4 separate regions of the Mus musculus genome follow, and regions 1, 3 and 4 are each linked to region 2. Evidence: chromatin contacts called from public Hi-C data. All regions are on one chromosome and are shown on one strand. The core of a region is the stretch at or near the end of the contact, and the rest is flanking DNA. Distances in the headings are between cores, read along the strand shown. Region 1 has its middle 71 kb from the start of 4930555A03Rik. Region 2 has its middle 43 kb from the start of Gm24458. Region 3 has its middle 39 kb from the start of 4930555A03Rik. Region 4 has its middle 40 kb from the start of Adgrl4.

Evidence for each region. Hi-C and Micro-C count contacts between places; a contact is called where the count stands out from the background.
Region 1: a Hi-C map of cerebellum shows a contact between it and region 2, with 2.4 times the contacts expected there. The contact joins two enhancer-like sites. A contact is called at or near these places in 5 of 484 Hi-C or Micro-C datasets (cerebellar granule neurons, cerebellum, myeloid progenitors and 1 more) and 1 of 115 datasets of contacts at active chromatin or transcription factors (the NIH/3T3 cell line).
Region 3: a contact with region 2 is called in a Hi-C map of cerebellum, with 2.0 times the contacts expected there. The contact joins two enhancer-like sites. A contact is called at or near these places in 1 of 15 datasets of contacts at CTCF or cohesin (the NIH/3T3 cell line), 2 of 484 Hi-C or Micro-C datasets (cerebellar granule neurons and cerebellum) and 1 of 115 datasets of contacts at active chromatin or transcription factors (the NIH/3T3 cell line).
Region 4: a Hi-C map of cerebellum shows a contact between it and region 2, with 2.2 times the contacts expected there. The contact joins two enhancer-like sites. A contact is called at or near these places in 11 of 484 Hi-C or Micro-C datasets (ECoMG myeloid progenitors, the HPC-7 cell line, cerebellum and 7 more) and 1 of 115 datasets of contacts at active chromatin or transcription factors (trophoblast stem cells).

What each region holds. Positions count from the first base shown.
Region 1 is chr3:151,361,688-151,369,162 of GRCm38.p6, forward strand. No RefSeq gene overlaps it. Among named protein-coding and RNA genes, the nearest start is that of 4930555A03Rik, 71 kb to the left of the region's middle. Within about 2 kb of position 4,849, at least 22 of the 459 cell types and tissues checked have an H3K27ac peak or open chromatin away from gene starts, as enhancers often do. A contact at or near this core is called in cerebellar granule neurons and cerebellum, where this site is marked.
Region 2 is chr3:151,562,415-151,568,990 of GRCm38.p6, forward strand. No RefSeq gene overlaps it. Among named protein-coding and RNA genes, the nearest start is that of Gm24458, 43 kb to the right of the region's middle. Within about 2 kb of position 3,442, at least 6 of the 459 cell types and tissues checked have an H3K27ac peak or open chromatin away from gene starts, as enhancers often do. A contact at or near this core is called in cerebellar granule neurons and cerebellum, where this site is marked.
Region 3 is chr3:151,329,885-151,337,169 of GRCm38.p6, forward strand. No RefSeq gene overlaps it. Among named protein-coding and RNA genes, the nearest start is that of 4930555A03Rik, 39 kb to the left of the region's middle. Within about 2 kb of position 4,802, at least 12 of the 459 cell types and tissues checked have an H3K27ac peak or open chromatin away from gene starts, as enhancers often do. A contact at or near this core is called in cerebellar granule neurons and cerebellum, where this site is marked.
Region 4 is chr3:151,393,747-151,401,381 of GRCm38.p6, forward strand. No RefSeq gene overlaps it. Among named protein-coding and RNA genes, the nearest start is that of Adgrl4, 40 kb to the right of the region's middle. Within about 2 kb of position 5,720, at least 2 of the 459 cell types and tissues checked have an H3K27ac peak or open chromatin away from gene starts, as enhancers often do. A contact at or near this core is called in cerebellum, where this site is marked.

The DNA of each region.
Region 1 (7,475 bases), core at 3,599-6,098, 200 kb before region 2:
GGCAGACTCAAGAATCTTCAGATTTGAAAGGCTTTGTGGAGAGATGATTTAGTCCACCACATGATATGTTTTAAAGATGGGATCCTGCTTTTACAATATCCGAATGAGTGAAGCTAAAAACAGCAGAGAAAACTTTCTAGTCATTTAAGGAATCTTCATTACATCAACAGCAGACTTCGCAGCAAAAATATTGTAGTAGAGAACCACATCATGTATTCAATACCCCCAAAGAAGGTAAATACCTCCCAGTCATATTATACCTGGGGGGGTGGGGGGTGGGATGTGTTCTTTAGAAATGAAAGACAAAGCTTTCCCAAAACAGCAAAAGTCAAGGCAGCTTGTTAGTAATGGTTGGTATTTATTATTGATAATGACTAAGACACTGGCTCTATTGGTAATCATTAAGACATGCCTACGATATAGTGAAAGAATGAGAACTAGAATATGAATGTACTCAAAAGAACCAACCTACCACAGACTAATATGCATGAATGCAAAGAGAGTCAGCCATGGACCTCACAGGCTACTGCTAGCCATTTCTTCTAACACTTGATCAATGCACCATATTCTAATTCTATGCATATATAATACCTTCAAGTCTAGACATATCTTAGGCCATAAAATGATTTCTAAATGCAATGAAATCTGAAATAATAATGTATATGTCTTCTATCTATGATGAGACAAAACTAAAAAGCAATAAGAAGAGGGACTTTTAAAATTTAACAAATATATTGAAATTAATCAAAACTCCCTTGAATAATAAATGGGGCAGTAAATTATTCATAAGGCAATATTAAAAAATACTTGAAAAAATGAAAATTGGCACAACAAACAAAGATATATAGGCTGTTATGTTTAATTTATAGTTTAAACTACTAATAATATCAAACCAACAATATATTAAAATGATTGACTATATAGTGCATGAGACCCTAAGGTTAATACTAGGTGTGTAAGAATGCCTCAAAAACACTGATCAGTAAACATAATACTTACCAATAAAGTGGAGGGTTGAAACACTGTGGTTGCCTCATGTGGTTTCAAACAGAAGTCAATAAAATTCAACATTTCTTCAGGATTGAAACTCTGGAAAACTAAATATAGGAGGAATATATCCCTGCTGTGTGAAGACTACATAGACTAAGTCCATAGTCTATATCAGATTATGAAAAATCTAAAATTTCTTCAAAGATCCAACACGAGATTTAAAACTAAGCCCACTTTATCACTTATGTTAAGTGCAATAGGTGGACTTATGTAGAACAACAGTAAAAGGTCATACAAATATAAACTTGGGAGTAAAATTACATTTGCTTGAAGCTAGTATGATATTATAGGGAAAAAGAGGGGCTATAAACATGTGAAACAGCAAAGTTAATTCAGGAAACATGTCATATATATAACGTCTCACAGAAACTAACTTCCTATTTATAGGCCAATAACACATTGTGTAGGATGAAATCAATATACGGCTCCAAACGGAGTTGAAGTAGAAACGTCTGGTTCCTTAGAAAGTTACTGGCAGCAAATGATGTTTTGCTGGGGCACACAGGTGAAAGGATGTCTTGCTAAAGAAAACACGTGAAAGGCTGATTTCCTGAAGCAGCCACAGGTGAAAGGATGTTTTGACAGGTGATGATGAGAATGCTTGATGAAGAAGTATAAATATGACCCCACAGACAGTGGAGGACGAACACTGAGCCTTGGTTTGGTTTGCTCTGCCTTGCTATTCTTTGCTAACAATGCTCATTGGTTGTGGTAACGCTGCCAATTGAGAAAAATGTGCCCAAAAACTGCTGGTGAGGCTTAGCCTGTTGGTAGGTTTCTTAAGGATTGAACTATAACTGCAGGTTGGTTCATGCCTGGTGTCTGCCTGCTGAAAGGACTGGAATGTAGCTGCCAGTTCATGCCTGGTGTCTGCCTGCTGAAAGGACTGGAATGTAGCTGCCAGTTCATGCCTGGTCTCTGCCTGCTGAAAGGACTGGAATGTAGCTGCCAGTTCATGCCTGGTGTCTGCCTGTCTAGAGGGCTGGTCTGCAGCTGCTGAATCGTACTTAGTGTTTGGTTTGGGACTGAACTGATCAGAAAAAATATCAAAGTTACCCCCAAAGAACTACTGCTGAACTACATCCCCCATATCCTAATGAATTTTCCCTCTACAGTCTCTGCTGGATGGTGGGCTAGAAGAGAGGTTGAACCTTATTAAAAAAAGTAGTTTGAGAAGATGTATGCCTATACACAATGGCACAAATACAGTAAAATAATTGGCAATATATTTATACATCAAATTGAGTGATGCCTACAGTGGAAATTTCAAAGACAGGGCAAAGAAACTGGAGAAGATATGAGAGGGAGAAGGAGAGAGAGAGAGAGAGAGAGAGAGAGAGAGAGAGAGAGAGAGATCCTCCACTATCCATGGCTTAGAAGAATTAATATTGTTAAAATTTCCATACTACCTAAACAATTTCATATTTGTTCAATTGCTATAAAGATACTAGTAACATTCTTCAGAGAAGTTAGAATGTCACTCCCAATTGACATTTCTAATATTTGTACGGAATCCCAAAACATCCCTGAATATTCAGAATGCTACTGACCACAAAGAGCAAATCTAGACCATGGCAGAATATTACTTTAAAACATATCACAAAGGCTACAATAATGAACAGCAATATCGTGCCAACATAAAGACACACCAATCAACAAAACCAAATAAAGTCCAAAATAAATCAAGATGTTTATAAACAGCCTGGTTTTGACAAAGGCAGTGAGTGCCAACAGTGAGGGAAACTTCTCCTCAATGGATGATGCTGAGAAGATGGCCTGAGAAGGGTGAACATTCTACCAGAAAGCAGTGGTAGGCACAGGAGATGATGGACATGAAGGTGGTCAGAATCTCATGATCACATATTGTATACATACACTAAGCTATATACGTCACTACACCCCACAAATACGAACAATGAACACAGGGACAACGTTATGTGTTGACCCTTTTGTCTAATCTCCAGGATTCCTGACTGTAGATATTCAGGAATTCTAATACCTGGCATCAAGCATTTGAGATAAGCATATACACACCGTGATTCAATATCTTACCGTGAGAGCTCTAGTAACTTAATTTTCTATACAAAATATTCCTTGATACGTACAAAATTAAGTTTAACAGAGATTTTTCAATAATTTAAACTATAATCATATTCTTTAGTGAAATCAAATGCATGATGCTGATTCTAACAATGTTTAATTTGCCAATCTTTATAAGCTATAAGAGGAAGATTAACAATACACAAACTAAATTATAAACGTATTTCTAGATTTTAAATTAAAAAGAAAAGAATGATTTTAAATTTTGTTTACTGGGTGTGCTTGGTACATGCTTGCTGCATGTGCACATCAAACTGCTAGACTGGTAGCAAGCTTTTTTTTTTTTTTTTTTTTGGTTTTTCGAGACAGGGTTTCTCTGTATAGCCCTGACTGTCCTGGAACTCACTTTGTAGACCATGCCGGCCTCGAACTCAGAAATCCGCTTGCCTCTGCCTCCCGAGTGCTGGGATTAAAGGCGTGTGCCACCACACCCGGCTCTGGTCGCAAGCTTTTGGCCTAGGTTCTAGGGATGCGAACTCTATTCTTCATACTTCCAACAAGACATATTCTTACACACTATGCAATCTCTCCAGTCCCAGGAAAATAAAAGCCTTAAGGAATTATCAGCTAATTTAATCAGACTAGAGTGAAATAGCAACGATGGTATTTACTATGAACAAATAAATTCAAGGGTTGTATAGGCATGCGTGCGCACGCACAGCACACACATACAGGCACGCAGGCACTGAAGGCAGCAGAGCCCTACTGCTCCTATAACAGAGTAGCCCTCAAGCGTACTACTCTGTTACTGTCATTTTATTTCCTGGAGTCAGCATCTCTCTCTCAAGCTAGACCAAGTTTCAGGGATATTCTTGTTGAGGTTACAGGCATGAAGCATCACTCCACTTCAAGTGGGTGTTATGGATTTGAACTCAGCCCCCTGCACCCCTGGCCTCCCCCCCCCCGCACCCCCCCCCCCCCCCCCCGCTTATACAGCAAGCACTCTTACCCTCCGAAGCATCTCCCATCCCTGTTTCATAATATCAACTGGTTTCCTATACGTTCCCATCGACACTGGATGTTTTCAGTAGCATTCCCACAGCACGTTCTTCATTTTCCTTACTTATTTCTAAATGCAATTTAAATTCTAGAGGACACGACACAGATCTCTCCGCAGGTGTATTATCTGGCCTAGCTTTTCTGTACTTCCTGGAAGCTTAAATGCATGGAAGAACGCTGTCGCTCTCTGCTGATAATTGCTGTCTTTCATTTCTAGGAGATCGCATCGTTTGTTCGAAGGAAAGGAAGGGACAATATTTCCATGTAAACATAAATTATGGAGAATGTATCGGGTCTCTTGCTGAGGACATAGGCAAGTTCAGTCGGGGAGGATGGTGGGCTTCCTGGTGCCCTCCAATGGGAACAACAGGCTTTTGTTGTTACTGCAGTTTTTCCACTTGAGAAAGACAAAGAAGCAGAAAATAGACACAAACAGGGATGTCTGTTTCCAACTTCGAGGTAATTGAGGGGTTGGCTCATTCTGCTGAGAGAGCACCAGAGGAAAAAAATCCATTACTGGACTGGAGCAAAGAACCTAGGGAGAGGCCAGATTGCCAGAAGTATGGATCTCACACACAGAAAGCAAGCATGAGACAGGCCCCCCACAGCTTAGGACAGAAGGGCTTCTTCCCTGCCCTGCAGGAGCCAGAAGTGAGACTGAGGATGCCGAACAGTCTGGCCTTTGAGGGGATTTCGGCTTCCAGATGCCTTGCAGTACTGCCAGGCTGAATTATGTTAATTGAACCTCTTCCTACAGCAGGGTTATTCCAAAAGAGGTCTGCCAGGGTCCAGCTAAGTATGCATGCCGAGAAAGAGAGCACAGGACGCTGCCAAAAAATGTGGAGGGGGTCCACACACCTGAGCCAACATGCATTAATTAATTAATTAATTATTGGAATAATGGTCTCAAAACAAGTTAAAACGTTTCTGCACTTTGAGAAGAGACAGTTTGCTCAGTCCTCATTGCAGTGCTCAGAGAGGGGTATGCCATGTAGCCAAATTTACTACTTAGGATCCTCTCCAATGACCCCTTGCCTTCTGCCAAGAACACCAATGAGGAGTACAGCTAAGTGCTTTTTATGCAAGGTGACTGGGCTATTCTACACACTCTTGCCGAGCGGCAATGGACATGGAGTGCTTCACACTGCCATCAAGGGAAGGACCAGGCTGTGGGAAGTTTATGTAAGAAGGGTCCACTGTGAAATAATCAAGAGCCAAGGTTTTTGTGTGATTGCCAACAGATGATGATAGACTAAGAATGGCTGATGGTGGGGGGCGGGGCTTGTGGTAGGGGGAGATGCACACATAGGAATATGGTTGGGAGCAATGCACACATAGGAATATGAGTCACAGCAATGGGTGAGAGCAGACTGAGAATGGGAGAAAGGAGAAGAAATAAAATAGAAAATCAGGATTAAAAAAATCTGTTTCTCTGCAGGTTTTGGAAAGTATATTCTTCAATTAAATTCCTATATTTATGAGAGAGGATATGCACATACACATGGATAGATGATTGATAGATAGATTAGATAGATGATAGATAACATTTATATAATCACACTGTGTATTTATGGTAAATGAAGAACTTCATGCTCATAATACTGCTTTTTAAATAAATAACCTTGTCCTGTGCTTTGTTAATGCTAGTTCGTGAGCAGACATCTCTCTATCCATTAATAGTCAGATGCATTATCTAGAGGCAACTAATTCCAACTCATATTGCACGAGTTGATCTCCACAGATCCTTAGTAGTTATGTCTTCCAAGTGGAGTCAACCAAACCCACAAAGCAGAATTGGATGGGGACAGGTCCTAGGAGAAACACATCTGGAAAATCTGGAAAATATCTTTTTTTTTGTATCCACAATGCAAGTATGAGTGAAATGAATTCTAACGATGAAATGAGTATCAGACATGCACACACACACACACACACACACACATGCCACACATGAAAACTATGCATTTTATATTTCAAAATATTGTTTTCATATTTACCCAGTATATATGTGTGCACACCAAGTGTGTGCAGTGCTCACAGAGGCTGGAAAAGGAAGTCAGATCCCCTGTGGCTGGAGTCACACATGGCTGTCCTTTTTGGAACTGAAACATAAACCTAGCTCCTTTGCAGCAGCAAATGCTCTTCATTGGTGAGCCACCGATCCAACTACAAGAAAAAGTATTTTATCAATTTTGGAGTAACTCCTTAATTTCTCCAGATTTTCATTTTATCAATACATTTTATTTGGTATAGGAGAAGGCAGAATCAGTTCTTTACAACACCTCAACAAATACAAAGAAAACCAGTTTTCACAAATCTATGTGACCATCTTTTTTTGGCTTCTGTTTCAATATACAGAACTCTGACTAGTGTGTGAGTGTGTGTGTGTGTGTGTGTGTGTGTGTGTGTGTGTGTAAGAGAGACAGAGAGAGACAGAGAGACAGAGAGAGTTTGATGTCAAGAATGTAAGGCCACTGTGTATGTGTGTGTATATGAGTGTGTGTGTATGATTGTGTGTGTGTGTGTGTGTGTGTGTGTGTGTGTGTGTGTTTGATACAAGAATGTAAGACCACTGTTCTGCCTCTGGTACGCCTCGCAGGGAGAACAATCAGAACTTTTCCCTCTGAATAAGGAGACTGAAATTGTGTCCCTGTGCAAGAGACTATGTGGGAAAATGCAGAAAATGTTTGGCCTTCAGAGATTGCTCAAACAAAATTAGGACCATGTGAGTTCGTATAACACTGGGACAGTAGCCATAAATTTAAATGGCTGAGCATTAAGAAGAGAGAGAGGTTGTAGCTGTCTCTTGTGAGACTATGCCGGGGCCTAGCAAACACATAAGTGGATGCTCACAGTCAGCTATTGGATGGATCACAGGACTCCCAATGGAGGAGCTAGAGAAAGTACCCAAGGAGCTAAAGGGATCTGCAACCCTATAGGTGGAACAACATTATGAACTAACCAGTACCCCAGAGCTCTTGACTCTAGCTGCATATGTATCAAAAGATGGCCTAGTCGGCCATCACTGGAAAGAGAGGCCCATTGGACATGCAAACTGTATATGCCCCAGTACAGGGGAACACCAGGGCCAAAAAAATGGGAATGGGTGGGTAGGGAAGTGGGGGGGGAGGGTATGGGGGAATTTTGGGATAGCATTGGAAATGTAATTGAGGAAAATATGTAATAAAAAATATAAAAAAAATAAGAAGAGAGAGAGGCCTGCTTGATGAGATCCTAGGTCCTTTGTACTTGTTTACAGGAACAACTTGAATTCACATGCATTTTGCCAATCCTCACATCAACACTCAGTTCACACCCTTGGCTAA
Region 2 (6,576 bases), core at 2,192-4,691:
ACAGACTGATCCGACGACAAGAAATCTTCATTTCCCACTAACGTGTACAAAATTCCCACATTGTTTAACCTTACCAGAATTACCATGGCCTTTCGAGTAACAATAGAAAGAACCACTTTTTTCTTTGTGAATTTGTTGAGTCATTTTTCTCTCCTATGTAGAGAACTGAGTAGTTCTCAGTTGTATGAACAGCAGGACTCAGGACTGCAGTCCTTCAAATCAGTACACCAGCTCCAGACCATTCCTCCGGGGAGTTATCTTTCCTGCGATTCATGGATCCTGCAGCATTTGATGAGCAGAACTCTTTCGCAGGAAGCTGATGAAAGCATGGGTTAACTCTCCACCCTCCCCTCTGGGTTTCCTTGGGGTCTACATATCTTGTTTAAATAGCTTCAGTTGGTTGTAAGCATGAAGCTCTAATAGGGACTTTACAAATGCCGAAGACAGAGAATTAACTCCTGCTTCCTAAAGTCACACTCCAGTTTATACATCCCAGAAGCAAGCTCAGAACAGCAGGACTATATTGTGGTTGTGTTTTGCTGTATGTTAAAATATGTGTTAGGGAAGGACCAGATTCTCAGCCTGGATAACTACAAACATTTTCTCCAAATTGCCGACAATGTGATCCACCCCATAAAAAAAAAAAAAAAAAGTATACACAAAAACAAAGCTTTGAAGCAAGGTATTTTCCCAACTTGAAATGGAATAAAATATAAACTATCTAGCAACACCCAGCACTTCTTTTTATAATTAGCCAATGAAATGTGCCAAGGAAATGCATTCCTCAGTCCCAAGTGATGTCTGCCCTGTGAAGTCTCACCTACTTCTCTGTGCTCAGTGTTCTGGCAGAAAATCTCATTTGATCATTTGCGTCTCCAAAGGCAGGAGCCAGCAAGGTGTGGAGAAAGGCCTCCATCTCAGATGTCTGACAATCCCTAGTTAAAATGATGTTTTGTCACCGACAATGGGGCACCTTAACCATGGGATGTAACCTCTCTGAGCTTTAATTATATCACTGGCAAAAACGAGATGGGGATGTATATTTCACGAGGATGTATATTTCATGTATATTTCATAGTCTTGAAGATTAGCAAGATGGTGGATGTTAGGTGCTTGGCAGATAGGTGGCATTAAGAATGAAGAGATTTTGCTTATTAGTATCTGTAGCTGTCCCTGTACCCTCCGTTCTACAGACCAGATGCCCTTGGAAAACAATGATTATTTTTTTTTTGTCACTGCGTAGCACAATGATTTGAAAATACTTGTTTATTGGATAATTTATAAATCTAGCCATTTGTGATTCATGCAGGCTTTCTTTGGCATCCATTATCTTCTCACTAGTGAGTTCTTCTGATCTTGCCGCCTGTCACTTCTCATTGAATTGTGACCAAAAGCTGGCATCTAGTAAGTGGACTGCTATTTGAATTGGTATTAGAAGATTAGGAATTTAAATAGAGTAAATGAGATATGGATTGAAGATCCTTTGCTATAGAAATACTATTTTATATTCAACTTGGAAAAAATGACATTAAATCAAAACATTTCAGCAAGGACCTCAGAATGACCCTTAAACATAAAATATATTCATTTCTTTCTTTGGATTTTTCTCTGCTCGTGAAAGTGTGTGAGTGTTCCTGAACAAAAAAAAAAAAAAAAAAAGCCTGCTAAGAAATAGTACTATTTCTTTCTTTCTGTGCATAATGTGTATGTCCTTTCAGAGAGCATGAATAGAGAGATAGTAAAAAAGTAATTGTAATATCAGACTAAATTTAAACTGGAGGTACACGTTCTCCATTTTACAGTCAATAAAACTTAAAGGGGACAAAACTCAGGTTGGGTCCTTCTAGGCTGAGATCAATAAAGAGCCTCCATCCTTATTAGGCAATGTCAGCTGCAGTCAACCACTGTCAACAGGCAATTTGTTCTATCAATGAAGCAAATCATCACTACAAACATGGGACGGGGCTGCAGTTTTCAATCCTGCCTTGAATGTAAAGTGAAAATAAAAAATAGATGACAGATACATATATATATATATATATATATATATATATATATATATATATATGTGTGTGTATATATATATATATATATAGAGAGAGAGAGAGAGAGAGAGATGATAGATTGATAGATGATATAGATGATAGCTAAGTAATAGATGAAGAAATAGACAGTAGATAGATAGATGATAGGTAAAGATGGATGATAGGTGATAAATATATAATAGAATAGACAGATGATTGATAGATGATAGAAGGTAGATGATAGATGATAAATAATAAATGATATATGACATGTCATAGATAGATAGGGATAGATGATGGGTGATAAATATATAGGTAATACAATAGATAAATGATTGATAGATGATAGATAAATGACAGATAGATATATAGAAGATAGATGTTAAATGCTAATGATAGATGACACATAGATGATAAATATATAGATGATAGAGGATAAATATATAAATGATAGATATGTAGACTAGATAATAGATAAATAATAAATGATAGGTTATAGATAATAAATATATAGATTATAGAATTGATGGGTAGGCAGACAGATGATAGGTAGATATGGTAGGTAGGTAGATAGATAGATAGATAGATAGATAGATAGATAGATGATAGGTAGAGATAGATGATATATAGATAATAGGATAGATAAATGATTGATAGATGACAGATAAATGACAGATAGATGATAGATGATAAATGATAGATGATACATAGATGATAAATATATAGATGATAGAGGGCAACTATATAAATGATAGATATGTATAATACATGATAGATAAATGATATATTGTAGATATTAAATATATAAATTATAGGATGGATAGATGATAGACAGATGATAGATAGATAGATACATAGATAGTTAGATAGATAGATAGATAGATAGATAGATAGATAGACAGATAGATAGATAGTTAGATATGATAGATGGGCAGACACATTTTCTTTTTCTTTAGAAACAACAAACCTTCAGGAAATAAAGGAGAGCAGATCTTTGGGTTAACACAAAGGACATTTAAAAAAATATTTTCCTAAAACCAAAGAGAACTATTTTTTTATAGAATATACTGCCTCAACCATACCCTCTAAAATCTACTCTTATAATCTAAAGCTGAATAGACACAGATATTGAGAATCTTGGTAGATACAACCAGCAGTGTCCATAACGGTTGAGACAACCCACCTAGAGGAAGGAGAGGAAAGGGAGGGGAGGGGAGGGGAGAGGAGGGGAGGGGAGGGGAGGGGAAGGGAAGGGAGAATCTTCTAGGTTTGTGGGTCAGGTGATCTCCCAGCTGTCAAAACTCTTCCGATGATATTCTGGCTAAGGACCAAAGCAGAGCTATCCTTGAGAACCTGCTCCTTGCTGTAGTACAGCTCTCATTCACGGTTTGCTTCTGTGCCTGGGGCATTCTGGGAAGAGCCTGATTTCACCCTGCCAAAGTCTAGCAGCTTCAGGTCCACGTGAATCGTGAATCGCAAACACCGGAGAGCAATCAGAAATGCCCAACAGCCCTGCCGCATGAAACCAAGAAGTTACAGAGGAAAGGTCGGGACGAGGAAAAGGCTTTACTCTTTCCCATGTGTTTGCATTTGCTTCAAAAAGATTTCTCTTCTTGGAAGCTAAAAACCCAGAGCAACCTTTGCTACCAAGGGAACAGCTGCGGTAGCTCTTTGAGGATGGCCCCGTTCCAGAACTCAGGTCTGACAATCCAAGAAACCTCTCTAGCTTTTGGCTCTGAACTGATCATCACACGAAACTGAACGTTCGACAGGAATAAATAACACTCTGGGGCCTGTTGTTTCAGGTGCAAGCCATCCCTACTAAGTTTAAAGATGTTAAAAATCACCTACCTTGGTTGTACTTTCACCATAACCAAAAGTAATACAAATACAGATTTTAACAATCTTTTCAGGGACTTCTGTTTCCACGCACTGGGAGCTGGGGATTCACACATATAATTCCCATTAACACTAATAGGAGTTGGAGTGTGTACGCCAATTCCCTTGTGTTGAAATAAGTCCATAACCATATGGATACTAATAAATACATTTTTAATTCCAGTTTTATGCAGATTTTATGTAATATTTTATACAACACTTAGCAAACTCTTTGGAGACAAAGATTGCTTCTATTAATTCTCACAAACAGAGACACAAATTCCTACAAAACCCTGGTTTTTGTATAATATCCACTTCTTTTATTAGGAAAAGATTCGCCTAAATTCTCGAAGCAGTTTTAATCCACCTACCTCGTGTAAAGATTTTTTAAAGTGTTCGGGCATTTTGTTTGTTCATTTGTTTGCAAACATACCTTCTGTGCATGTCATAGCCTCTTGACCTTGATGAGATTTTTTTTTTTCCTTCCAGGTGGGTGTAATTTTTAAATTGATAAGCATGACACAACCTTTAGACGATGCTTTAGTGCCACCTGCTGGAAGATCCTTTAAAAGCAATGAATTTACTTTCCTTTCCAAAACTCAGAACTAAATTACCTGGAGACCTTAATAATAGACACAGTAATGAACTAATTATAAATAATATTTTAAAATATAATTTCAAAGATAGTTAGAGGAAAAAGAAACTAGTCAAGGAAAAGAAACTTTTCCCGTTTGGAGTTTGGTTAAAGAAGGAATAAAAGGAGAAATTGGTGAGAAGAGACAAGAGGATTAAACAGGATTAAACACTGATGCAATTCATGTGTGTGTGCTTGTGTGTGTGTGAGTATATGTGTGTGTGTGTGTGTGTGTGTGAGTGTGTGTGTGTGTGTGTGTGTGTGTGTGTGTGCATTTGTGATACTTAGAATTTAGGCTCTTTTGGAGTATTTTGTGGGAAATCATTTTTTTTTATTTTCAATCCTCAGATAAGTTTTAAAAGTTTATTGTATGCACATGGAAATAAAATCAAGATTTACTTCAAAATTCAAGAAAATTTTAGTAGCCAATGTCACATTGATTCGGGATTTGCTAAAAGGGGCTCCAGTGTAAGTACCAAGAGACGTGCAATTTAAATAGATTTAAATAATAATAGGGTTGACTTTTGGAAATGAAATTCCATCTTAGAAACATATTCAAAACAGCACATATGGTGTTTGAAAAAGAAAATTAAATTTTAAAATTTTAATTACCTTGAGCTCAGTACAGAATAAAATGCTAAGGCAAAATCCTCTCAAGAAACAAGTGTTGATTTATCTGAATTTAACAAGGCAGCTTCTGACAGAGTGCCTGAGTCTCTAAAGACCCCAGGCCTGAAAGGTTGGCTCCTTGGTGAGAGTTTTGAACCCTCCAATCGCAGCTCGGCCAGGCCCCACACCCACCACCTTCTTGGAGTCAAAAGAAGGGAGATGCATACAGCATTCCCCATTCTTGCCTAGAGAAGCAGCCAGAGGTGGAGTTCCACAAGAGATTATTCATTGACTTTGAAAGTGAGGATTTGGGACAGGCCCCATTAGGCCCCTTTAAACGCAGTGGCTTCCACTCTGTATCATCACACTGGGCTCCCTTAACTGGAGAGAAAACTTTAAAAGGCTTTAGTCCTTTCCAGATTTAGTAAACTGTTTCATAAATAATAGGCCTTTTATTTTAATGTCACTGGAACCAGAGGAGGAAATTTACAAAGAAGAAGAAAAGAAAGGCACTCTCTTTCTTTTGTCAGCCAAACTTGACAAGAGAACAAACTAGAACTTTGAGTGTTCAACGTTTTCTAACTGAATTAAATATTTGATTTAAATACATATCTTATTATCCTACAAAAGCACTTTTCACTTATGCATCCCAACACACCTAGAAAGAAATACATGAGAAGCCTTTAATTCTGTCAGCTTAAAGGTAAGGTAGTTACTTCACTATGACCAGTCTCCAAGATGCCAGGGAAATATTATAGTCATAAGATATTTAGAACAATTGCAGAATGGGGGGTTATATATTACATTAAGTCACACTGAGATCATCTATCCCTCCCTCCCTCCCTCCATGGTTAGAGAAACTGTTGGAAAAAGAATAAAAACCTGTTTCTATAAATACCACCAAAGAAGACAGTTAAAATGAATACATAGATTTTTTTGCCCCTTAAACCAGGATTTCAATCATTTTTATGTCTATTCCACAAGAAAAGCCCTAATATGATGCAGCTCTTTCCACATTCTCAGGTGCTCTAAATGTTATCTCCTTGATGCACATGCCCAGCTTCTATTAAACACTAATGGTGAGACTGCACAGACATTCCGAGGACACAGTAGCCCTGAGCAGCTTTTACTCCTTAGATAGGAATAGGGGATGTGCTTTCAGGATGCGCTTTAGCACTGCAGTAAAATGGACTGTGTTTCCATTAATGTTCCTTGGGAGAACACATTGGCTGGTACTCAAATTATATGGATGGAGTACAAAAGAAATGGGCTTCCAACCATCACCAACTGAATTTGTCTTAAGGAGAGGTAAGTGTTGACTAACTAGCCCCCAGTAGGTGTTGCTGTATGTGTCTCCATAACTCTGCACCAAACACTCTGCTATGTGTGAGAGAGGGTGATCATTAACATTCGCCTTGCCTTGTATACCAG
Region 3 (7,285 bases), core at 3,552-6,051, 230 kb before region 2:
CCCTCCCAGCAGCTTTTCAGGTTTTAGGACTTCACACATATTAACAAAAGTAAAGTCTGCAGAGACTGGCCTGTTTTAAAGCGCTCTGACCTGGGTTGAAGCAAGAGGGGAAATGGGCGGCGGCTACAACCTGATGAGAGACTGACTTGGCCAGTTACATCTGGTAAATCAGTAAGTCTGAAAGGCATACTTGAATCTTCCATCATCCCAGAGTTCAATAAGCAGAGATTCTTCTACAAAAAAGAAGCTTCTAAGTTCTTTTCTTAAATTAAAAAAAAAAAAGAAAGAAAAGAAAAAAGAAAAAAAAAACATTGAAAATGAAAGCACATCTCGAAGGCTTTAGCAATCTTTGAGGTATTCATTTCTTTTATATATATTTTCATTATATATTTTTTATTTACATTTCAAATGTTATACCCTTTCCTGGTTTCTCTTCTGAAAACCCCTCTATCCCCTTCTCCCCACCACCCCTACCCCCTGCTCATCAACCCACCCACTCCCAATTCCTGGCCCTGGCATTTCTCTATGCTGGGGCATTGAGCCTTCACAGGACCAAGGGCCTTTCCTTCCATTGATGTCCAACAAGGTCATCCTCTGCTACATATGCAACTGGAGCCATGTGTACTCTTTGGTTGGTGGTTTAGTCCCAGGGAGCTTTGCAGGTAATGGTTAATTCATATTGTTTTTCCTCCTATGGGGCTGCAAAACCCTTTAGCTCCTTTCTAAACTAACTGCTGTTTAGGGTGTTATGGGGGAGGGGTTTTAGTTGTCATTATTTCTGCTGCTATTGTTGCTGTTTTGTGATTTTTAAATGACTGGAGTATAAAGACTACAGCGAAGTTTGTAGGTGATGTTCGGCAGAATACAGGAATAATCTCTGTCACCAGGAGCAGAGATGGTGAAGTGGTATGCCCAAGAGTCATGCTAGGAATGTGTTCTGTCCTTGAGGGTTCACATAGAAAAAAATGGCATCCAGGACAAATTGCTAAATTGTCCAGTATAATGTAGCAAACAGAACCAGTCTTGTATTTGTTTTTAATTGATTTCCAGTAGGAAGAGAATATAGATGGTATTCTTCACTGCCAAGTGTGTGTGTGTGTGTGTGTGTGTGTGTGTGTGTGTGTGTGTGTTATCACATTAATATTATTTTACCTTCTTGCAAAATATAAGCATTGGAGACTACTCCAAATTCTGTACTATACATCAGGAGGCCAAGTGGGCAATAAAGAGAGCAAATCTTCTTAATCACAAAACTACGGTTGTGGTTTAGGTTGTGTTTCTTATTTCTGAGGATTTTGTAAAACCGATAAGAAAATGACCTGGAAAAAACATGGAGTATCTGTAGCACGGCTGTGACCTTCCTTGCAAAAACATCAGGGGACACTGAAAAATGGGAAAGGTGAATTATGCAGAGAAGCAGCACAAAGCAAGTAGTGGGAAACAAAGAGCCTGGCGATGTGATTTCAAGGAACTTGGTGACTTCCTATAGGGTGCACAGCTTTTAGCCTCAGTAAAAGCAGTTCTTAATCCTGCAGTAACCCAGCCTTATCACCGTGGTTCACACATGCTGACGAGGGCTATAGGTCTGGATGGCCCTCTTTCCATTAGAGTGGTCAATGGGAAATTTAATTAGAGATACATTTCTTGAATGGACAAGGGGAAAATATAAAGAATGGCAAATTAATTCTACCATTTAAGTACATTTAAATGTTTACTGAGTTGTATAGAAAATTCGCTGTAGTTAACACTTCTTTTACTTGTTCTTTCTTGTATAATGATGAAAACAGTATTTTTAAAGAGGGGGAAAGGTGGAATTTTCTTCCTGCTAGCTTGCGCACTGGCTGAACGGGGAGATATCATCACCCTAGTTTCTTCTGGAGGCTATCAGTTCCTGACCACATTCTGTAAATGCAGGCATTTGGAAGAAAGCAAACAGATCTGCAGGTAACAGAAACCAGAATATGCCCTGACGGAGAGATAAGAACCTGTAACTAAAGGGATCCAGGTGGGCTTTAAATAGAGCCATGGAAAGAAACCTGGTGGGATATTTAGAGAGATAGACATGCTTGCTCGCAAACCTCCATTAGACAAGCCGACAACTAAATTCCTAAAATAGTGGAATGGCTGCCTATGCCTGCCTTCCCCCACCCTTTGTCCTTAAAATGCATGCCTTCAGAGGGACAACCCCCTCCTTCTCTGGTTGATTTCTTGGCCAGCTACAAATAAGGCCTAGCTCAAAGCTTTCTTAAAGCCACTCAGACCTTTCCACATGTGCTCTGACTTGCCTGCTATTGTTTTGACATTTAGGAAACAGATGCATGGTTTTTTTTTTTTTTTTTTTTTGTACTTTGTAAGGCAGACATCTGTTCTTCAGGATTCACTCCAGAAGCTGGAATTGTCTGGCAGGAGCACATTAAATTAAAGACACTCTTTACCACCTTGCCTGCATCCATAGCCCTCAACTCAAGATAATTTGAAGAAACAGAAAAAGAGGAAAATAAGAATATGCTCACAAGCATGAACACTCTGGTGACATTGATTAAATAAGTCCATACAATGTTCACTGCAAAGTAAGCTATGCTAATGCAATTTACTAGGAAGGAAGAAGAAGGAAGCTGAGCTCTGAGCTGTGATGGATGGAGCATTGCCGGAGGAACCAGGTAGCCCAGCACTTCAGAAAAATCACATAATCCCCATGAAAAATAAATTCTGTCTGTTTTTATTAGAAAAAATCTAACTTAAAATGCATAAAATCATTTGTGTCTGGTTCTGGCATGCTGAGTGCCATGGTTAGAGGGAAGAAAAATATTCATGAAATGTGCATAGAAGGAATTCTCTTTTGGGTATTGTTTTGCTTGGACTTAACTTTGGTGGGTGTTTCTGTTCTGATTTTGCCCTGAAAAATGTGGGTCTCCAGTTCCATCAAAGGGGAGTTTGTGCAATACAAAATTGCAAAGCCCTCAGAACATATCTACTTCATCTGGAATTTGTTAATATATTAACTCAATATTCTCCAGGGGGAAAATGGTATGTTTTAGATGAATTTTGGATGTAAATTCTAAACAGGTGGACAGAGCAGCAGGAGGGAGATATCAGGCTTCCCGCAGGGGACCCACACCATATAGTTGTAGAAAATGAATCACAGGGATTGGTGGTAAAGGAAATCAGATTTGTCGAGCAGAGTATTTATACATGAAAGGCGTGTGCATGCTTGGTAAATTACAGATTGGGGATTCAAAGCCACACATGCACGGCTTTCCATCATGCAGACTCACTGCAGGCTACTAACTGTCCTTTGCAAGAACAATGCACATACTTTTAATTTAATTTTTAAAATCTTGGGCATTCGTCTCTGCACCCCCGTGGTGAATAACATTTCTTTCTATATACAATATTGCACGTGTTTCCGGGCATGAAGTTGCTTTTTAATTACAAACAACATTTGTGAGCTTCCTGCTGGTAGCACCATTTGTGACATTGGCAGGAACTGAGTCCAAATGGAGAGAAGATGAACTCTCTCTCTGCCTCGTGAAATTAAACAGAATAGAACAGTGTCATTTGGAAGCAAGGTCCACACCGTCCTGAGAAAAAGTAACGGATGTTGTTTGGGGTGCAAATTCCCAGTGGAGAGAAGGATGTTTTTTGTGAAATTTCATTGCTGGTATTCCAAAAAAAAAAAAAAAAGGTGAGGTTTTTGTTGTTTGCCTTTCTCTACTTGACAATTTACAGAAAACTTGAGAATCCTAACTAAAAGTATCATTTTAGCATTTTCCCAAACTTTGTAAAAGTGGTTTGCAAATGGTCTTAGCTTACAATGGTGCGTTTTTGTTTGTTTGTTTGGTTGGTTGGTTGGTTGTTGTCGTGGTTGTTTTGTGGGAGAGGGAATTCTAGAGATTGGAGCCAAAGTGTTGCCCATGAAAAGCACCTCGATATCACACAACCACCTCACAGCTCCGCAAAGCCTTTTACACTTCTGTAGCTCTGACATCATCTATATTTCCTAGAGGCAAAGGCAGGAAGGATCTGCAGTTCTATTAGCCACAGTTGTTGCCCCAGCCTTCTCTCAGCCAACAGTCACTCTGATTTTCCCTAGGGTCTTTCTCTGCATGACAAGGAATCTAATGATCATAATGTAATTAAGATTTACTGAGCATTTACTACTTACAAGACACTGGATTAAATGTTTTACATTCATTATCTCACGTAATCCTTACTCCAACTCAGGGGGTTAGGTAGCGTCGTTATCCCCTTCACAAAATGGGTAAGGAAGCTGCAGCTGGAAGAGTCTAATTAAATTGTCAAAGAATACTCATTCTAATCATTGCCAGAGCCAGACTCTGGTTCAGACCTGCTGACAACAAAGCCAGCCCTGTGAAGAGCTCGCCTTGCAGGGTGTGCTGAAGACTCTCCAAGATGAGCCTTCTCGGGTTTTTACTAATTGCAATTGCGGAGAACTAGTCAGCAGCAGCCTTCTGTTCAGCAAGGGAGGCCGTGGATGGACATAGACAGATCAGACTGTTTATTTAACAAGGCAGAGAACATGACCCAAGAAGAGAACGCAGTTGGCTGTTTGTTAAAGCGAGAATAGCAGGGTTATAGATGCTTTGTCTCTCCCTTCAGATCCTAAGGAAGTTTTTAATAAAAGTTTATCAGGTGAATGGAATATTTAGGATGTAATGTGACCCTCTCTGTGGATCATGTGGTCTTTTCAGAGTATCTTTTCCCATGACTCTCTAGGAAAGCCCACCAGTACAGTCAAACACAGGATGGGCATGCTGTTGTAACCAAGCTTATTCTTTGAAGTTTGTTAGTACTCATGCGTGGAATGTTGGGGAACAAGCTAACTGCAGCCTCAAGGACTTTTCACCAGAAGGGGAGACACAGATTGCCAGATTTTGCTGCAGTTTTCTGTGGTGTTCAGTCAAATCTAAATCTTTTGGAACTGGGGGAGGGCAGCATGTGAGTGTGGGGTCTTTCTGAATATGCTCATGTGGTAATGTGCCCGTGCATTTGGGTGCACGTGTGTGTGTGTGTGTGTGTGTGTGTGTGTGTGTGTGTGTGTGCCTGTGTGCCTTGGGTGCCTATGTACCTTTGTGTATGTGCAGAGACCAGAGATTAGTTGAAACATCTTCATCACTTACTATTCACATTATCTTTGAGACAGAATCTCAATTGAACCTGGAGTTGTCTAGCCTAGGCTAGAAGCGCTAGGGGTTCATTGATCTCCACACTCTACCCTAATTTAGTACGAGTATTGCAGATGCCTGTCTTGTCTGGCTTTGCATGTGTTCTGAGAACACACACTTAGCTCTCCATGCTTCTAAGGCCCTTTTAAGCCATCTAGCTAGGCAGTCATCTAGCTATGCACCCTTTCAAACTACTTAATGCCTCACGGTTGATCCCATGACTGTCTATAACCTAAAACACTCTACCAGCTGAAGGTTAAGGCATTCTCTGATTTTGTAAATTGGGGATTTGTGAGAGAATGTGGGGCTGGCGTTTTACAAATCTTCCTGCTAGACAAATAGGAACTAGTCATATAGTATCTTCTAAATTCCCTGACTTCTAGCCCCATGCCTTATATTTATCCCGTACCTAACACAGTTTCTAAAATGAACCTTGCAACATTTGCATTCATGCGCACTTACTTTCCCAGATCCTTCGAGGGAGAATTGATGATCTTTCCCTCCAGCAGTTTCCTTGGCCTGGGTAATTGATCAGTCAGTGGGTCACTTGGTGCTCATTTTTCATCTCTGTGCACTTTGGGTCTTAGTTTTTGCTTACTGGAGTGACTCCCTGCAGAGCCCAATGAAACCAGACCTAAGGTGGCCACATACATCTCTCCTGATGGTGACCCTCATCTGCTCAGCAAACATTCACTCATTCCTGTTTCACCAAAGCTGAAGCTGAAGCCAGCAAGTCCTTTCCCACAGAGCAGTGCTGGCTGAGGTTTGCTCCTGATACAGAGGTCAGTTCCCCATCATCAAAGATGTCTGCAGATGGGAGTTACACCAGAGGTCCCCCTGCTTTCCAACCATAGAAGGTCACAGAGACGCTTTCTGAGGGACTCCAGCTGGATCTCCAGCACCATTTCTAATGCAAGACGACAAGGAATTCTGTCTCCTCAGGAAAAGCAGACAGCAGTGGTTCTGTGTGCAGAGGCAAGTACCATGTTGTCATGGATCGCCCAGAATGAAGTCTCAAAGAAGCAGTGGAAATTCACCTCTCACAGGATTCTACAGTTTTCATAGTGAAAATATGCACATGATGACTACAGAGACAATTTAACATTGTACAGTAGGCTTAAGATTTCATCCATTGCTATAACTGTGGCTGTATTACCTTATCTATTCTCAGGGTTTCCTGATTCTCTTTGTACTAGTTCTTCAGTTAATTATACTTTTTTTTTTTTGGTTTTTCGAGACAGGTTTTCTCTGTTTAGCCCTGGCTGTCCTGGAACTCACTTTGTAGACCAGGCTGGCCTCGAACTCAGAAATTTGCCTGCCTCTGCCTCCCAAGTGTTGGGATTAAAGGCATGTGCCACCACGCCAGGCTATACGTTTTGAAGAATTATTCTTTATATTTATCTAATATCCCATTTACCTGTGTACCGTAGTAAACTTAATTTTTCCTCTACTTCTCATGCAGGTTGTTTGGAAAATATAACTTACATGCACAGGTTATCAGTTAATTCACGATGCAAAATACTTATAATTATTAAGACCACATTTATAAATGTTAGAAATTTAAACGTAAATTTTAAATATTACCTTCTACAAGGTTGTATCATCATCATAATTTTGTGTACACATAGTGATAATTTGAGTATTCTGATTTTACATACATTTGCTGCTTTACTGGTAGCAAATACTGGTAATTAATACACATTAATTTCCATGTTTATATTTGAGTGGTTTTGTTCCATTTTATAATACAAGATTTGCAGATTTCAAACTTAACCAGTGAAGACCTGTAAAGAAAAAAAAAACTATGTTATCATTTTTAAAATCACGTATTTAATCGTTCTAATATACCATTTTTAAATGAGTAAGTTTGAGCCAAGATGATAGCAAATAGTGATTATTAAAGTCATCCTCTGGTTAATTATTTCTTTTCTAAAAATTATTGACTTGTTTTTATTATGTAAACATGTGTGTTCCTGCACACCTGTAAATGGACCATGTAAGGGAACATGGTTGTAGAGACCAGCAGAAGGCAACAGATCTCTTGGGATTGGAGTTAGGATTGTGAGCTGCCCTATCAGGCTCTGAGAATCAAAACATGT
Region 4 (7,635 bases), core at 4,470-6,969, 170 kb before region 2:
AACACATGGCAGGATAACAGAACATGACAATCCAGTCACAGGAGTTCAGGAAGATACAGAAAAGCCCCTACACAAAGCCAGATCTTTGACTGGCTTTTGTTGAATTTCCACAGATGCATCCAACTTTATTTCACTGTTTTGTGTTTGCTGCTTCTATTTATTGTTCTTCAATTGCTTTTTCTTAACTTCTGGTGGCTAGTAACCTAGTTTCTGCTTACATCTTGATTTACTTATGGTATGTTAAAGTGTTTCAGGTTATAATTCTTAGTAGTTTATTACATGTATTAAAATATACATTCATAACTTACCAACTGTTTTAGTGTTGCACTGAAGTACAGAAATCTTCATGTTTTAGCTCCTTTTAGATACTGAAAAACTATTCTGTTGTTTCTTTTGCTGGTCTGTAAGTTGAATGCCACCGTAAATAGCACCTTAGTTTGTATGTTAGCCATCCACTATGATCAAGGAAGCTTATGAAACAGAATACAATGTTTTATTTGCCTTGTTTTTAGTCCACTAATGTCTTCCTTTCAGGCTCTTCCAGGTTTATTCACTTATCATCTCTTCTATGTGAAAAAGGTTATTGTAGCCATTTTTAATGGACAAATTCATGAGCAATAAGTTCTCATCCGGATAATTTTTGTTTTTATTTCTGAATACAGCTTTGAAGAATATAGAATTTAGAATTGAAATTTTGTTTATTTCAGTACTTAGAAAATTGTGACTCACTTCCCTCTGGTCCCAGGAGAAAGGTGCTACCATTCAAATTGCTGTCTGATGATTAGTATCCAACTCTTTGCTCTCTCTCTCTCTCTCTCTCTCTCTCTCTCTCTCTCTCTCTCTCCACACACACACACACACACACACACACACACACACACACACACACACACAGAGGCTAATGCTCGGCTTTTTAAAACTGTAGGTTTGTGTCTTTCCCTGATTTGGGAAATTTCAGCCATTTTAGGTGCAAAAACTATTTCAAATCCTTCCAGTTTACTCTTCTTGGAAACTGTTGTGAGACAAATGTTAACTCCATCAGTGTCTGTAATATTGTTTTGCTTTCAGGTTTTGTAGACTGGTGCTCTTCTGTCAGACAGTAGCTTTGCCTTTGCCCCATGAGCTCTTGTCCTGGCTAATTCATCATTCACTAATGTCCTTTCTGCCGTTCAATGCTTCTGTTCTGTGATTTCCATTTGATTCTTTTCTATAACTTCTTCTCCTTAATATTTTGATCTTGCTCCAAAAGTTATTTTAAAAGTAGAAGCAGATATTTGTTAGGGCTGGTTTAAAATCTGTGAGATAATATGGATCTAAGTCATTCTTACCAGCATCTGATGCTTGTATGTCCTTGTGTAACTTTTGCAGTTGCTTTTAAGGCTTACTTGCATATATTTTGTATTTATTTCTATTTATGAGTGGACTGCTTGTGAGTCTGTGTACCACCTGTGTATCTGGTTCCTATGGAAGCCAGAAGAGGATGTCAGATTCCCTGGAACTGGGGTTACAGATAATTATGAGCAAACATTTGGGTGGTGTGAATTGAACCTTTGTCCTAGAAGAGTATTCTTCTGGTATTCTTGAACCTCTGATTCATTTCTCTGGCCACTCCTATTTATTGATTTAAGTGATTTTTCTTTAGGTTCCAGATGTATGAGATAATATCTGAGCATTATATTATAAGATAATCCTCTTTAACCTTCATATGGTGAGCTCCTGTCCAGGTATACTGCTAAGGTGACTGGGAGGGTTGACAGTCTCACTGTTCTATGAGGATGCTCTCTCACAACACGATGTCCCTCTCTTATGCTGTCTCACTGAGGAGAGTTGAGTGACAGACATGATACCCTGTGCCTGCTTCTCCCACCCCATTTAAAGTCCAAGGGCTATTTGATAACACATCACTACTTCTCATTACAGATACAGGGTCTACTCCTCCCTTGTGTTCAGTGGAGCATGGACACTTTTAATGTGCCCATGAAAACTGGCAAATAAGAGTCAAAAACAGGGCTCACACCCATATCACTCCATTGCTGTAGGCCTAAGGTAAATAGAAGTCCAGGTACCCACTTGTGCTGAATGACAGAGATAGGAGATGTGGGAAGCAGAAGGTTAATTACACATGCCCACAACAGATCTCCACATCCTGGAATGGATACTCAAGCACCAACAAAAGCTGTAACCCATGCCCAGGAGTCAGAGAGCTGTGCCCAGAAATGGGTGTGTGGCTGACTTCGCTTCAAACTCCTCATTTAGCCTTGTGAGTACCTCATAGATATGGACGTTCTCCCTCCAGTTAGGGCTCAGTGACATCAGTGATTGGGAAGAGTAAGATGCACACATGTGCACACTGACTCTGATGAGTGCGATGCACACTTGTGCACACCTTGATTCTTAGTAGATGCACACATGTGCACACCTTTACTTGGATGAGTAGATAGATTGGTGGTGGATTCATCTTACTATAAGTAGAGAAAGGAATGTGGATGCTAGTGGACACCAGTCTGCTGGCACTGCCCCACTGCTGATGCATGGAGAGAGAAGGTCTGTCTGGCCACCAGACTTCACTACCTACCTCTGGCCTAGAAGAAAAAGATTATGCACTTAGTCCCATCAGAAAGACAATAGAAGACAACTCCCTGATTATCCCTCTCAAACCAAATACAATGTCCCAGTCAAAGTTAACTCTTTCCTCTCCCCTTGCTTGATGTGTAGTCTTAAGGTCAACCTCCTAAAATCTGTTGTAAGGATGTATACGTGTTCTCACTTTATTCCATTTTTGTGTAAAAAAAAGTCTGAAATGAATATTTTCAACAACATTGTACTTAAAACAAAGACATTAGGTTTGTATAAGTTCCTGCAGTAGCCATTATTACCTATACATACTACACTGTACTTCATCAAGGAACAGGTAAAGAAAGTATATTGTTGTCCTATCATCTTGTGAGTTCAGATTCTATAATTTAGAGCACTTCTCAGCAAGATCCAATCAAGGACAAATTCATCAATTTGGCATTCGTGTGTAGAGTTAAGTTTTATTTTATAATGCAAACAAAAGCGGGAAAATGGGCAAGAAGAATCTCAAAGTGTAGACTGAAATGGCTTATTGCTTGTGGAAATGGGAGAAAAATATATAGTTGTGTTAACAGTATTTCAAGGGTCTCTTCTTCCTGTTAATTCTACTCTGGTTATGTAAAAGTTCTTGGAGTAAGCCAGGTAGATGAATTATATAAACTTTCTTTGCCTTTTTTGCAAGAGTTCTGTAAGTCTAAATTAATCTCAAATGATAGTTTTAAATAAACCTGTCCCCTGCATTGTGATTATCAGAGGCAGTGATGTGTGATATCCTAGTCATCTCTCTTTAATTCCACTCCCTTTCCCAATTGGTCACCAAAGCATGTCATTTCTACTTCAAGTAGTCTCTTGTTTTCTGAAACATGCTCTGCTCATGTCTCTTAGTTTTAGCTGGGATATCTACAAGGGCTCTATGTTAGTGTCCTACTTTTATATTTCTAAGAACAACTAGTAAATTCCATCACAGAATTGGCTAGAACTGATTGATTCATTGCTGGAGAGACAAGTGATCCTCTTTAAAAGCAATATTCTCCAATGTAGAATCAGAGGAATCCAAAATGGATTTCTTGTAGAAAGGCAGTGATAGACATATTTAAATAGATAGGCAATACACAAATGTATGACAGATAGTATAGATAATGGATTAATATATAATATAAATACCAGGTAGATGGTAGATAGATAAATAGATAAATAGATAGATAGATAGATAGATAGATAGATAGATAGATAGATAGAAATAGATGATAGATGTTTATATGTTTGATGTTGGAATCTGCAAAGAGCTTACATATTAAAATAATATGACATCATTACTTGATAGATACATGTAGTCATGAATAACTGTTTCAAAAAGATTATTTTATCTATGTTTGTTTTTACATGCCTTTATCAATCTCAGTATATAGAATACATGTGTATGAGTAGGAGTCTAGTCAATTCTACACAGAAAGTTGTAAGCCTGCAAGGGCGATGTAGTAAGACCCTGTCTCAATATATATGTTGAGGTATATAAAGAATATTTTATCTGTGTGTTTCAGACATACAGATTTCCCGTGTTCTACTCATATAGGTTAGAAAGAGGAGGGCTGAGAAGGGAGGACATAGGGAACTTATATGGCCAACATATATGATATACTTGGCTAAAAAGGTGTTACTATGGAATTAAAAATCTGTTTAATGAATACATATTGATACATTGTGGGTTTGTAAAAGGCAGCTTTCAGTGGTATTGTTGAAGCTCCAACTACATCCCTTAAGCACAGCCCTTCCTTGGTGTTAGCAGTGGTCCCTCATTTCTGCTTTATATTCAGCTGCAACCATAAACAGCCAAAGCTGTTTATTTTCATCTTATTACCTCCAAGTCCTTAAGTGTATATTCTTTTAAATGTGTACAAGTTAATCTTAAGTAAAACTTCTAGACCTCAAAGGATTGGCCTGTCTCCTCTAATACATATAATAGCATCCAATAATAAATGGACTGATGACCGCCCAGGTAAAGCTGAAGTAATATCTATTTCAAAAGAACTTCTAAAAACTCAATTTCAAGAAATAATAGAATGTGGTCTTAAAATTATTCCTGGCCTTTACAAGCCTCCATCTCCGACCCAATTTGCCACATTCTAATGCTGTTTACCGAAATGAACACAAACATGTCAGGTTTTCCAGCCTTTCCTTTTGGTATTATTTTTGCAGAAGATTTTTGTTTTATAAATCTCTGACTTAAACTTTCCAGCTTCAGACTGGGCAATGGTGGCACACGCCTTTAATCCCAGCACTTGGGAGCCAGAGGCAGGCAGATTTCTGAATTTGAGGCCAGCTTGGTCTACAGAGTGAGTTCCAGGACAGCCAGGGCTACACAGAGAAACCCTGCCTCAAAATACAAAACAAAACAAAACAAAACAAAACAAATCAAAACAAAACAAAACAAACAGACAAACCAAAAACTGTCCAGCTTCCCAACTCCACCATTTTTGATTCTTCTGGGAAAGATCGTGCAGTTTTTTAACGCTTAGTAGCTTATCTTCATCATGGTCCACGTGTCTTTATTTTTTTCTTTAAGAATTGGGTTACATATTTGCACAACATAAAGGATAACGGGGAGGCTTTCCTCTTAGCAAATTTTCCATTTCCATTTCGCAATAAAGCAACACCTACACGACACCACATAATCACTGGGTGAGGGCTGAAGGGTTAACAGAAAATTCAGAATTCCAATCTGCACCCGGGTGTCATCCGTACAAGCTTCTGGCTGCTTGGCTATTTCCAGTTGGAGTCACAGAAATGGCATGGTCCACATTTCCATAGAGCTCCATTCAGTGAAGAAAATCTATCCTGAGACTTTAAGCCTTAACAAATTGCTGAGGGATGAGGCTACAGATGACTGAGAATCTTTGAATATTTAAATATTCTGAACCCACACACGGTAAATATGGGGTTTAAGGCTATGGAGGGTCAGGCAGGAACTTCAGCAGGGAGGAAATAAAAGCTTCTTTGCTTTCCTCCCTGGTAGTCTGCTAGTTGGCTGTAATGTTAAGTAAGAACCTTGGCTTTAAATATTGACAGCTGAATGGTCTGCCCCTTGAGGAGGTCCTTCCAGCAAGGGCTGTGTGTCACATGGGCACCCCCTGCTTTAGTTCTGAGGCATTTGGCATCAGGCCCCTCCACTATCATGTGCAGCTTGATCACGCACAGCTGGGATGGCAATGGGCTTGTTATTTGTAAAACAACCATGAATTTCACCACAGGCCTTCTACCAACATGGAAGCATCTGTGAATCAAACTGTTCCCCAGCTGTTGATCTGCTACCTGCAGAGACATGTAGTACAAAGTCCTATTAATACTTCTGGCTACACCCCCCAACACACACACACACACACACACACACACACACACACACACACACACACACGCACCACTACCACCACCACCACCACCACCACCACCACCACCAACAACAACAACAACAACACCATGGGTTCATACAAAGTCAGGCCCCTGTACTACACCGCAGAGCATCAGCCCACCCAAAGAGAAATCTCTAAAGATGTTTTGAAGTTACAGTTAGGGTTTGTGAGGCAGATCTATATTGTTTAATTCTTATTTATTTATGAGTGTGTGTGTGTGTGTGTGTGTGTGTGTGTGTGTGTTCATGTGTGCACATACCTGTGAAGAATTGAAGTGAGTTTTGGATCAGAGCTGAATTCCCAGGCAGCTGTGACCCAGGCACACCATGTGCATGCTGGAAGCTGACCTCAGATCCTCTGGAAGAACAGCAAACATCTGGACAACTGAGCCATTGCTCCAATCCCCAAAATTAAATTTTAGTTTCTATAGTTTAGCATAAGGTTTTGCCATGTAGGCAGAAACACATTTTAAAAAGAGAGAGAGAGAAACCTTTGCATGGGAGTGAGACTCAAGTTCTGGGCACAAGAACAGACTCTAGCCCTGTCTTTGGACACAGGCTTATTGAAGCTCAAAAAATTTTTATTTCTTTATCATTGACCACACATATTTCAAGTTTTAATTAAAAGCTCTGATTGGTAGCAATTTGTAACTGTACAAATGTATTTTTATTTAAAAACAAATTGCACTTATAAATCATTTGTTAAAGCATGCATAACAGATTTTACTTTGGTAAATGGAAACGGTCACCCTTTATATTAAAAGCTAAATAATAATATGTTTAATTTGCAAAGAACATTGATTTTAGCTTAAATACCGGATAATAATTATAATAAATGAGAGAATACACCATTTTGTAATTCAGTTCAGGTTTTCAAATGTTAACGGAACATACAATATGCCTTGCTTCAAAAATCGGACATCATTAATGGTTCCAGTTTGTCTGATGATTGTAAAATTCTGTGAAGATCACACTAATGCCTGTAACCCATGAAGCCATAGGAGGCTACTTCTAAATTAGCATTCTAGAAAATTATAACAAAGTCAGTGTTTTCCTCAGCCAATGCTCTGCCATTTGTAGACTTAGGTTTCTTGGAATCTGAAGAATATAGATGCCCTCTTATTAGAATACTTCCATGCAAATGTAATACACAATGTTTTAATTTGTTATTTAATTTTTGTTCGATTGTTAAATTTTCAGATAATAGGCATATTTTAGGTTAGAGGTGTGTTGTCTGCATTCATGCTGTGCTTTTGGAGACACGGCCCCAGTAACAGTTCACCTGATTAGGACTTGATTGCTCTGAGGAACACTGAGTGTTTAATGCACAGAAAGTTTCTTTGTTCAAGGCGGGTCTTACACTTTCCTCATGAGCATGGGTTCGGCACCATTTCCATGTTCCAAAGAATGGACTCTACAGAACTCATTCTAACTCATGGATCTCATTTTTTATAATTAAGAACTGTGTCATTTGGCCATGTACCCTTCCAGGGGACACCTAGGCAGACAACCTTTGGGAAGTTGCTGTTACTCTCATCAAATCCCGCCATTTGTGGACACAGGCTTCCCAAGGAAGCATTGCTTCTATGTCTTCCTGGCCTTGGATATTGTTGAAGGCAAAGGAAAATCCATCTGTGTCTCTCTTTTTCAGAGTC